Regions from separate parts of the Triticum aestivum genome. Here all the other regions are linked to region 2. The links are chromatin contacts, called in public Hi-C maps. All regions are on one chromosome and are shown on one strand. The core of a region is the stretch at or near the end of the contact, and the rest is flanking DNA. Distances in the headings are between cores, read along the strand shown.

What was found. Hi-C and Micro-C count contacts between places; a contact is called where the count stands out from the background.
Region 1: a Hi-C map of leaf shows a contact between it and region 2, with 2.7 times the contacts expected there. The contact joins the promoter of LOC123079616 here to the promoter of LOC123079618 in region 2. A contact is called at or near these places in 2 of 5 Hi-C or Micro-C datasets (both in leaf).
Region 3: a Hi-C map of leaf shows a contact between it and region 2, with 7 times the contacts expected there. The contact joins the promoter of LOC123079613 here to the promoter of LOC123079618 in region 2. A contact is called at or near these places in 2 of 5 Hi-C or Micro-C datasets (both in leaf).

The regions. Positions count from the first base shown.
Region 1 is chr3D:455,600,510-455,604,442 of IWGSC CS RefSeq v2.1, forward strand. It overlaps LOC123079616 (PRA1 family protein B2), which reads right to left and starts at 2,235. Exons shown (of 1, transcript XM_044502412.1): 1 at 1,318-2,235. The coding sequence starts at 2,168. The coding sequence ends at 1,503.
Region 2 is chr3D:455,733,859-455,737,343 of IWGSC CS RefSeq v2.1, forward strand. LOC123079618 (exocyst complex component EXO70B1) reads left to right here and starts at 2,107. Exons shown (of 1, transcript XM_044502413.1): 1 at 2,107-3,485. The coding sequence starts at 2,434.
Region 3 is chr3D:455,538,659-455,542,593 of IWGSC CS RefSeq v2.1, forward strand. It overlaps LOC123079613 (protein RETICULATA-RELATED 6, chloroplastic), which reads right to left and starts at 2,682. Exons shown (of 7, transcript XM_044502409.1): 1 at 1,693-2,682; 2 at 1,050-1,179; 3 at 183-713. The coding sequence starts at 2,255. It overlaps LOC123079614 (sorting nexin 2B), which reads right to left. Exons shown (of 5, transcript XM_044502410.1): 5 at 2,955-3,420. The coding sequence ends at 3,340.

The DNA.
Region 1 (3,933 bases), core at 985-3,484, 130 kb before region 2:
AACACCATCCATCAAACAATAAAGTTAGCCGATATAAAAACTAGCAATGACGAAACGAAGCAATTCAACTTACGTGACTTTGGACTCTAATCCCACTTTGATTCTGGCCAAGCACGAAAGCATAGTGGCCGACAAACTTGTTCAAGTTGTCTTGGATGACGGCCATCTATGCTGGAGAGAGGCCACATTGCATGTGGTATTGATAGGATGCGGCACCACATATTCCTTCTTTTCATGATAGTGTTTGTGGATCTTCTCCTAATACTTGTTGCCCTCTTGCTCTGTGCCACGTATAGGGTCCATGATTGTGGCCAACCAAGATTTAACCAACAAAACATCCTCAAATGTTGTGAATATTGGACCTCTTGCCTTGGGTATCTTTGTCGTTCTTTTCTTGTTAGCGCACGATGTTCTCCCAACATCAAACGTAGGACAATTTGGATCCCGCAACATCAAACGCGGGCGTCCTTGAAATCCTTGGCTACCACTTCCCACTCGCGTTGCTTCCTTCGCCGCTCCCTCCGGACGACGTTCTTTGCCTTGCAGCTCGTCGCCACGGATGGGAGCCCCACAAACGACTCTGAGGCAACATCCATGGCGGCGGGTGGCAACATCATCTAGGGTGACACAGATGATAGAGGACGGCGAGGGCTCGGACGCAGAAAATGAAGGATGAACGCAGGAGGAGGGCGTTGGATTTTGACGGACTTGGTTAATTTGTGGTGGCACCAGTCTGTCTGGTCCGATGTGACGAACACGCACGGATGGGTCCAGGCATCCTCATATTCATTCTAGACATGGGTTGGATATGTGGGTGCTGGTTGGCCTAGACGTATAAAGCCAATTTGAGAAGGCCGACTGGGTCACAATTTTATGTCCGGTCACTGACCGAGCTTTCGAGGCTGCCACGTATAAAGGCGTTTGAGGAGGCCGGACGTAGATGCTCTGAAGTGAAACTGTTTTCTAAGGACCGACGAAATATCTCACCACAACCCCAAATTCAGGCACCAAAATGAGTTCGAACAAGTACTCCCTCCGTTCCTAAATATAAGTCTTTTTAGAGGTTTTAAATGGACTACAACATACGGATGTATGTAGACATATTTTAGATTGTAGATTCACTCATTTTGCTTCGTATGTAATCCCTTGTTGGAATCTCTAAAAAGACTTATATTTAGAAACGGAGGGAGTAGATAAAAAGAAAACTACAGGCAAAGGCAGACACAGTGGAAACCATAAAACCTGTATATGAACAATCTGGTTAAATACGAGCGAATACAGCTAATAATGCGGATCAATTTGCTAACGCTCAATCGATTCATAGTGCACAGTGATCAATTTGCTAATGCTTAACATCTGGTCAAATACGAGAGAATACAGCTTCACGCGGATCTTTGAATAACTGGAGATACATATTAAAACCAAAATCAGATCTCGCGAAATTAGACTCAGACTTGAGATGAACTCGTTGATGCAAGAAGGCTACCAGATCTCGCGCAGGCTCAAACACCAGATCCGGGCGACGCGAGGAAGGAGAGCAGCCTGTGGGAAGTGTTGCCGCTTGACACAGAGCTCGAGTCGTCGAGGAAGAGGTCCTCGGGCATGCGGAACGCGCCGTGCACCGCCACCAGCGCGCCGCCGACGAGCAGGCCGGAGATGATGAGCGAGGCGACGGACGTGAGGAAGAAGGCGAGCAGCGACGAGACGACGAGGCCGAGCAGCGTCTCCCGGTCGGTGAAGGTGCGGCCGAAGAGCACGACGGGCTGGTCGGGCGCGCGGAAGACGTAGAGGAAGCACCAGGCGCCGAGGATGCCGAGGAGGACGAGCAGCGAGAAGGGGTGCGCCAGGAGGGAGGCCGCGAGGGAGAAGGCCACCACGGCGGCGTAGTTGACGCGGAAGTAGCCCAGGTTGCGGCGCAATCGCGAGGTGGCCTCGGAGAGGGAGTCCGGCCGCGAGATGGCCGAGCGGTCGATGAGCTCCGTCCAGGGGCGGCGGTCGGCGAGCGAGCGCCGCGCCGTGTCGGAGACCCTGCTGAGGAAGAGCCGGAAGGCCGGCGTGGCGAGCGCGGAGTCGGTGAGGCCGCTGCCGGCGGACGGGGCAGAGCCGCCGCCCCCGGAGGAGGGGTTGGTCACCGGGAGCAAGGGCTGCGGCGTCGGTGCGGCGGCCATGGCGTCTGCTGCGGGGGGGATAGATTCCGCGGATTGATTGATGGGCACGCTGGCTGGGCTGGGCCAGCACTTTTATGATTCCGAGGATTGGTGGCTCTGCGCCCGTCTCCACCTCACACACAGTGGGTGCTGGACTAACACGGGACCCACAAGTCATTAGCGTTCTACGTGTCGCGATTATGACCTGATTAATCAGTGACTCGACCAAACCGCAAAGCGGGAAGAAAGAGGTATAGAAATCCCCAAGTCCACCCAGTGGAGCCGCATCCGACGACCGATTGGGCTATTCCTGATGGTTTTCCGGCAATGCGGGCGCCGGAGGACAGTGTGTGTCACTCGTCGCAGCTCCAACGGGCGTGAACAAGCACGGGCAGCGGCGGCGCCTAGTCTGCCCACGTCCTATTCAATGAAATGACACAGCAGGGCATGGTATATTTTCTTGCCCCTTTTCGATCAATACCTTGCATTCTCATGTCGGACATGATCAATTAGTTGCATACATCGTTAGTCTCAAATGGGAGATTGAGAAGGTCCAGGCTTTTGGATAATAGAGATTGAGAAGGAGAGGTTACAACTTGCTCGAGATACGAAGGATTCGAGGATGATGTTGGCGGACACAAGCCTGTTGGATGAGCAAGGGAAGATATGGCTCGTCAGGAGGTAGAAGGAGATAAACAAACATAGGGAGTATGAGGCGGTGATAGCGGAGATGATTGTTGTAGAGTAGGTGACAAAGATGGAGGCAGAGTAGGCAACAGGGCTATCCACGACAGAGGAGGCGACGCAGATGGCGCCCAACGACTCATCCATCACGCTCGGACTTCAATTTCATTTTGACATGTCCGGATTTGTTGAACTATGATTTATTTTGCTTTGTTGAACTATTAAATTGTGATGAATTTGTGCTATATGATCCACACACGTGGATTTGAGGGTTTGCGTTTGCTGAGTGTGGCTGTCTGGTAACAAATACAAGGGGTCATCTAGGTCACACCTCAAATTTTCTCTTTCAAAACCGGATACATGAATGAAGAAACCTCAAATCTGTACAATTACATGCAACATAAAACTAGTCTAAATTTTCGCTGACGACCGCCCTTGTTTTCCTCCGTATCCATGTCTAGCGGCCGGCTAAGCCCCTCGAAGTGGAGGTGCGGTCGCCGACGAGTTAGAGTAGGACATGAGACATGCACCGACTCATGGGACTCGAGGCGCGGCTGTCTCCCATGTCCTACTCTTCGTCGTTGGAGTCCGTGGCCTGCATGTTGTCAGTCAATGTGAGGTCAACTATGAACCCATCATGGTCGGAGCCCGACACATCCACCACGACGATGTCGCGACATCGAAGAGTGTGGCTCCGCCTCATCGGCATGTACCGCGAGGGCTGCCATAGCCTCTCTTGCCTGATGCCTCGCACGGTGGGAACGCCGCACCATATTTTCATCGGACGCGAGGCGAGTGTGCACCTCTGACTCAGAGCGAACGAAGGGGTCGGTGTGCAGACAGACCTCATCGTCTCTGGCATTTCTGCGGAAGCTATGGATTCTCGTTGGATCAAGTCCGACTGTTTTCAGGCATTCTCCTCACAGGTACGGTGGAGTGCAATGTGGACAACCATCTCCTCCTCAGACCCACGGAGGATGAGGTCCCAGTCCATAGATCGGATGACGAAGGACTCAGATCTGTTGCCCGCCATCCCGAAGAAGGTCGGAGATCGCCGGAAGGGAGCTTGAGGGCAAAGTGGAGTGACTAAGGTTTGGTCTGG
Region 2 (3,485 bases), core at 857-3,356:
CGATTTGGGCTAAGCGCTAGTCGAAAGCACACAACCTGGGGCTTTCTCCCTACGCAGCAGCCCGAGCCCAAGTTACCCGGGCCCCCCTTTTGCTCACGCTTGTGGCCTGCGTCAGGGTGACCCTATGTCCCCCATGCTTTTCATCCTTGCAATTGACCCGCTTCAGCTTATGCTCCGGGCTGCCTCCAACGCCGGGATTCTGCAGCCGATCAAGGCTCGTTCGGCTTCCTGCAGAATTTCACTTTACGCTGATGACGCGGGCATCTTTGCCAACCCTGTGAAGGAAGAATTGGACGCCATTGCGGGGATACTTGCCTGTTTTGGGGAGGCATCGGGTCTCATTACCAACATGACCAAGACGGAGGTGTTCCCTATTCGCTGCCTGCAGATTGACCTCACCCACATTTTATCGGGATTCCCTGTGAAGATCGCTACATTCCCAACTAAGTTCTTGAGCCTTCCCCTGCATACCTCAAGGCTCAAGCGGGTTCATCTGCAACCTCTCATAGACAAAGCAATGGGCAAGCTTCCGGGATGGAAGGGAAAGAACCTTGCGAGGCTGGGAAGGGTCTCCTTGGCAAAGTCTGTGCTATGCGCCATGGCCACACATCACCTCACTGCGCTCCCTCTTCCGGCGTGGGCCAACCATAAGCTTAGCAAGATCTCTCGCAACTTCATATGGCAAGGCGACAATTCCGAGAATGCGACCGGAGGGCACTCCCTGGTAAACTGGAAGACGGTGTGCAGGCCAAAGGCCCTAGGTGGGCTGGGAATCACAGACCTAGAGAGATTTGGTCGGGCTCTCCGCTTACGCTGGCCATGGCTAATGTGTACCGACCCTGACCGTCAGTGGGTGGGCTCTGCCCTACCCTGCGACGACTCGGATATGGCGCTATTCAGAGCTTCGACCTCCATCGTGCTGGGTAACGGCCACAAAGCTCTGTTCTGGCATGATGACTGGACCGGAAAGGGTCCCCTTAGGATGCTGGCTCCCGGATTATACAAAATCGCCACAAGAAAGCAGAGAACAGTGTCCAAGGAGCTGCACGAGGATAACTGGATCAGATCAGTCGCCCGCCTTCAGTCTCCCATACACCTGCAGGAATTCATCTCGATAGCATCTCTGACCTCCCAGGTTACACTGTCTATGGACAGGGAGGACTCCATCTCCTGACGTTGGACTACAAATGGAATCTACTCCGCGGCTTCGGCATATACTGCCCAATTCTCTGGCTCCTTCCCCAGGTTCTCGCCGACGAAGATTTGGGAGGCACACGCGGAACCCAAATGCAAGCTCTTTTCCTGGCTGGTGCTCCATGGAAAGATCCTCACGGCCGACATGCTCGCTATTCGCGGATGGCCGCACGATCCTACATGCCCGCTGTGTCTGGGAGCACCGGAGACGGCAACTCACCTCTGCAAGGACTGCCCATTTGCGATTGCGGTTTGGTCGCATGTTCAGGCATGGACCGGGGAGGCGCCGACGAACATGATGACAATTCCGCCTCCCATGGGAGTCTCCGACTGGTGGGAGCGGCTTATCTGTCCCCTGTCCAAGGATGAAAGACGCCGGCGTAGCGGTCACTTCCTCTACACCATTTGAAATATCTGGAAGGAGCGCAACCGCCGGATATTCATCGGCACTCGCCTCACTCACCTGGAGGTGGCGGCCATCGCGCTCGACGACATAAGAATGCGGGCTTGCGCCTTTGGCAGGGCACAAGTGGCGACCGACATTGGGTGATTTGGTTCACTTAGCATACCACAACGGTTCTTATAAGGGTTTCGTCAGGTTTCCCCGGAAAAACCTGTCATCTTTGTACATAAACCCTCTTTTTCGTCTGAAATGAAAAGGCAGTGCTCCTGCCGGTTCCTCGAAAAAAAAAAGTTAAGCAGCCAACAACCACCACTTTCCCGTTGATCACGCGATCCCTGCCGCACTTTGTCCCTAAAACCTTTCCGTGTCGACGCGACCAAATGTCCAAAACCCTAGCGCTACGCTTCGTCGGCCCCGTCCCCACCTGTCAGCGAGAATTAAAAAACCCTCACCGTCTTCCCGATCGGTGTCGCTGCCCGCATTTATTCATGCTTTCTGGCCCGGCCTCCCATCCTTTCCCCTCTCCCGAGGTCACCAAATTTTTACTCGACCGTTCACCCGGCGAAACAACACCCCGATCCACCGCCCACAGCGAATTTACCCTCCTCTCCCCACGGTAATTTTTTACCAAGACGTCGCAATTTTACAGCCGTGCTCTGCTAGCAGGTGAGCGCCCAGTTCACGAGCTGTCGCTGTCCGGCACAGAACAGCACCGCTCTCCCCCACCGCAGCCACTCCAACGAGCTCCCTCCGCCGCGCCGCGTGACCAAACAAACCCTAGCTCGAACCTCATCTCGCCGGGAGTGCCGTCCGGCGTCGGGTCCCTGTCGCGGCCGATGGCGGAGGACGGCGAGGAGAAGCTGCTGGCCACGGTGCAGCACATCGCCAAGACGCTGGGCCGCACCGGCACCATGACGGAGGACATACTCAAGGTCTTCTCCAACTACGACGGCCGCCTGTCGCTCGACAAGCTCTACGCCGCGGCGGCCGCGGCCGGAGGAGGAGGGGCCGGGGAGCACTCGATGTCGATGCCGGCCTCCTCGCCCCCGCCCGTGCTGCCCTCGGCCGCGGCGGCGGCGATGCCGGCGCCGGTCACGTCGCTGGAGCGGACCGTGCGCACGCTGGACCGGCAGATCTCGCAGTTCGTGACCATGGAGAGGCTCGTCTGGGCCGACTCCGCCGACGCCGACGCCTTCCTGGAGGCGGTGGACGACCTCATCGGCACCGTGCAGGAGCTGGACGCGGCGGGGACCAACCGCGGGCTGCTCGACCGCGCCGACGAGCTGCTCAGCCGGTGCATGGCCCGGCTGGAGGACGAGTTCCGGGCGCTTATCGAGCGCCCCGACGACGCGGCCCCGGCGGCGCCCGGCGGGTTCGACTCCGAGCAGAGCGACGACGAGGACTACGACGCGGACGACGGCTACGGCGACGAGCCAATCCCCATCGCCAAGCCGGTCACGGATTTCGACGTGGTCATCGACGCCCTGCCCCCGGGGTCCGTCTCCGACGTGCACCAGATCGCGCGGAGGATGGTGGACGCCGGCTTCGGCCGCGAGTGCGCCGAGGCCTACGCGGCCGCGCGCCGCGGGTTCATCGACGAGAGCGTCGCGCGCCTCGGCATCCGCTCGCGCACCTCCGACGAGGTCCACTCCCTGCCCTGGGAGGAGCTGGAGTTCGACATTGCGCGTTGGATCCCGGCCTTCAAGATGGTGTTCCGCATCCTCATCCCCAGCGAGCGCCGCCTCTCCGACCGTGTCTTCGAGGGCCTCGCCCCCTACGGCGACCTCGCCTTCGTCGCCGCGGTTCGCACCCAGGCGCTGCAGCTCATCTCGTTCGGCGATGCCGTTGCCGCTGCCAGCCGCGCGCCAGAGCGCCTCTTTCGTGTCAT
Region 3 (3,935 bases), core at 1,432-3,931, 190 kb before region 2:
ATTAAAAAATGCGATGTTATTAGAAATCATAACTGCCTGACATAGCAAGTTTTTAGCTGCGTTAATTTTTTAAAGAGCTCATTACTGGTTTTCTAGAGTAAAATCATTTACGGCATGTTACAGTTAGTAAGAGATATAATGCAAAGGAGTACCAAAGATATGCTGAGAGAGCAAGTGATAACCTGGGGCAGAGCTTCACGCCTCCTACCAGCTGCATTCATAACTCTAGCGATTTCAGCACGGTCAAAGCAATTTCGACTGCATGGCTTGGCAGCAGAATACCACAATAAATCCGCTACGGGGATTTCACCTTCTCGCCTTATACCTTGCCTCTCAGGATCAAGAAGGATCACAACTTGCTTTTTCTTTTGCATCTTTTTAGATATTCTGGCAGGAACACCAATCCCTCGTGACCCATACATAACATGGCTTGCACCAGTTACAACAACGAGCATCCCTGAAGGGTCTCCAGTACTAATTTCCTTCATTATTATTTGGGACATGGTATAATCATCAACTACTCTTGCCTGTGCAGATAGATATGAGCTAGGGCCAAAAGGAGAGACACGAGAGGATGAAGTCTTGTCTATCAATGATCGGCCTGAGATGGATGTAAAGCCAGAAATGAAGCCTGAGCCAGCTGGAGGAGCATACGACTTCCTCTGCTCTTTTGAGAGGCCTTTGATTCCTTCTGCTTGGACAGTTCTTACCACCTAGTCAAGAAATGTATTAAGTACTTTTCACCACAGAGAAGACTAAGCTATCTTATTTAGTATGGCTGCATATCAGAATACTTCTCAGACAAGGGCCAATGAGGATGTAGAATAGGTGCTTACGCGTCGAGTAAAAGCACTTGATGACGCAAGTCAAGAAAAAGCTTGCCAGCTGGAATAATGTAAAAATCAACACTGAATAACTACAACTATCAAGTCTACAGCCTTAGAAAGTCAGAAGTACCAATGAACAAGATCATGATGATAAAAATATGCATAAATAAACACATGCAGATGCAGTTTTGCTGGATAATGTGTGTGAGAATGATGAATTACCTCAAGTGGAGTTCCACATGCAATAAGCTTGATTCCATTATCACGGCAGTAGTTTAAAAGAGGTTCATACTCCTGCCAGCGCTCCGGTGCCCAGTGAGATGTGTACAACCTTAAGTTGTTGCCGTTAATTCTGAATTAAGATAGGCCTGTTAGAAGTTCGTCGAGGAAGTATTGCAAGGCTGATCGATAAATCACAATTGCTCTCATAGACATACACTATTCCCCATAAAGGTGAACAAGGATTAAAAATTTCAATATGTTTTCTTAAATTCAGTGGGTCCTGAAATGTTTGTTATCACAAAATTTCTGACGAGATCCAAATTAATTCAAATCAAATTTAAACTGGGTCTAATTCAGTGAATTTTTATTGGAATAATTCCTTTTTTTTGGAAATTCAAAATGTTTCCACGAGGTATAAAATTTTCTGTAATCGATATTCTAAATCCTGAGTCGAAACTACTCTTAACTTCCCAGTAATATAAATCTATCAAAATGAAACCACAATATCAATGAACTGGTTCACAAAGCTCTGAGCATGTAGAAAATTCTACCTGCATTGTACGTATCTCGGTTAGAATTATGAATTGTGGCAACTAGGAACAGGTAAAATTCGTTCCAATTAACAAAAAGTGCAGTAGCAAACCTCCCATCCATGAACTGGTTGAGCTGCTCCTGGAGGTCGCAGGGGAAGGCCTCGAGCGAGAGGGAGAGGGTCCTCCCGGCGTCCGCGCAGCGAGCGGCCAGCTTCCTGACGATCTCGAGCTCGAGCACCCGGTCGTCGCGGTCGGGCACGAGCTCGGCCTCCCCGAGGTAGACGACCCGCGCGGCCATGAGCTTCTCCCACACCCTCCCGCGCGCGTCCTTCCCCACGGCCTGCGGCTCGCCGATGACCGTGGCGTCGTACATCCTCGACAGCGCCGCCTCCCCGTCGGGCTCCGGAGCCGGTGCTGGGGCCGGAGCTGGCGGCGGTGTTGGGGCCGGCTTCTCATCGTCCGCGGCGGAGGCCGCGAGGGGGAGGTACTGGAGGGCCGTGGACGCTGCGGCCAGGGACGGGACGAGCAGGAGGAAGTCGCGGCGGGAGGCGGCGGCGGCGCAGAGGTTCCCGCGGGAGGAGGAGGAGGACGCGGGAGAGAGTGGCGGTTTGGCGGGGACGAGGGGTTTGAACTTGGCGGCGCCCGGGTAACGGGAGGGCGCGTGGGGCAGCATTCTCCCCGGGCGGAGACGTCGCCGGAGGCGCGCCGGCGGCCAGGGGGGAAGTGGAGCGAGGCAACAAGAGACGGAGTAGCCTGTGGCCGTTGGCTAACTATCCCTTGCTGGTACTACAGCACGGCAGTACAACTGTACAACTGTTTGCACAGCAGAGCTACGTACGCCTTCTTCTCACCTCTCCAAGACATGCCCAGTAAAAATCAAGAACTTGGAAGCATTTCTCACCACGCGTTTGAAGTGCTTGAAGCTGGTCGACATTGCGTCCAAGTAGCGGACAAAGAGGCACCACGCCGCAGATCGTACCATAATTGTTTGGCAGAGACAGGGACAGCAGCGGATTTTTGGGCGGAATTCGCCGGGGTGGAATTTTTTTCATGGCAACTAGCTCTCGTTCTTCGGGTTTCGTGGCGGGAGCTTGAACATGCATACGCGGCGTCTCAGGGAGCTCGCAAAGGGTCACCCCTATGCCTGGTGCCTGATTGCGTGATAGGAATGGCTACTAGCTGCCGACCATACCACTGGCTCGCGTCTCCGCGAGCATATCCCAACCAGTCAGCCTCGTCGGAGATGAGTGGCTCACCTTCCGCACAAACCTGGTGATGCGCAGCATAATATCAAACCCAATCCCTTTCCTGAAAGAAAACAAAGGAAAATACATCTCGAGATAGCAAATGCAAGCCTGCAACACTTCTTAAGTACTGAAAAGAATCTTTCTCATGTGCTATATGGTTCTCTCAGGAAGCAGGGAACTCCAGTCAGCTAGTGCCGCGTAATTGTACAGAGAAAACTCAGCATTACAGCTAAACCCAGGGTGGGGAAAAACTGGGGGGAAAGCAGATGTGTCGGTTTTGCGGTCCAGGATTTGTTCTATCTTTCCTGACAAATTTTCAGGTACACATCCGGAGATAGCTACCTCCAAGAAAATCCTTGACCAATCTCAATGCCCCTTGGGGAGTGGAAACTGTCTCTGCACATATCGCCTAAATCACCGAGCGAGTGATGACACGAATCTCAATGTGGTAACCAATGTTGATGCTTCAGATGAGTGGCTCAAAATTCACACCTATATTTACATCCTACTTCAGCTGCTCCTGTCCGCGTATCCCTTTGTGTCTTCTGCTAACTTTGCCCATATACTAGCAATATTGTCTGACTGTGCAACCTGCACATTGACAAAATACATGGCAATTTAGTTAGCTTTTGCGATGATCAAATTGTTGATACTGTGAAATCCACTGTTTATTTTCAAAGAGTTATAGAGAACTCATAAGTGTTGAAAACAAGATGGTGTCCCACCCACTCCCACCAGCAAATTGTATGCACCTACTGGTATTATATAATTTTGAATATCATACAACACCATCTAGGTTGCCTGATTTGAACTTTGGAAAATTATTTACTGAGGCGGTGTTGCAAAGCTAAAATAGTTCCATGTGCGATGAACTTTTCTTGGCCAAAAAAGGCGACCAACATTGCCTGCCAATGCGCAACAGTGGACCAAAAATCATTTCAGATGTTATCTATACTATCCAATCAAACACTACCTCCCTATCCATGCAGAACAGACTATGTCTTCCAAAACAATGTCATACACAGTGTAGATTTTCACATCACTACCAAATTACCATGAAGCATACAGTGTTTGACATATGGGCATTGGTTTGCTCATCTTAATCA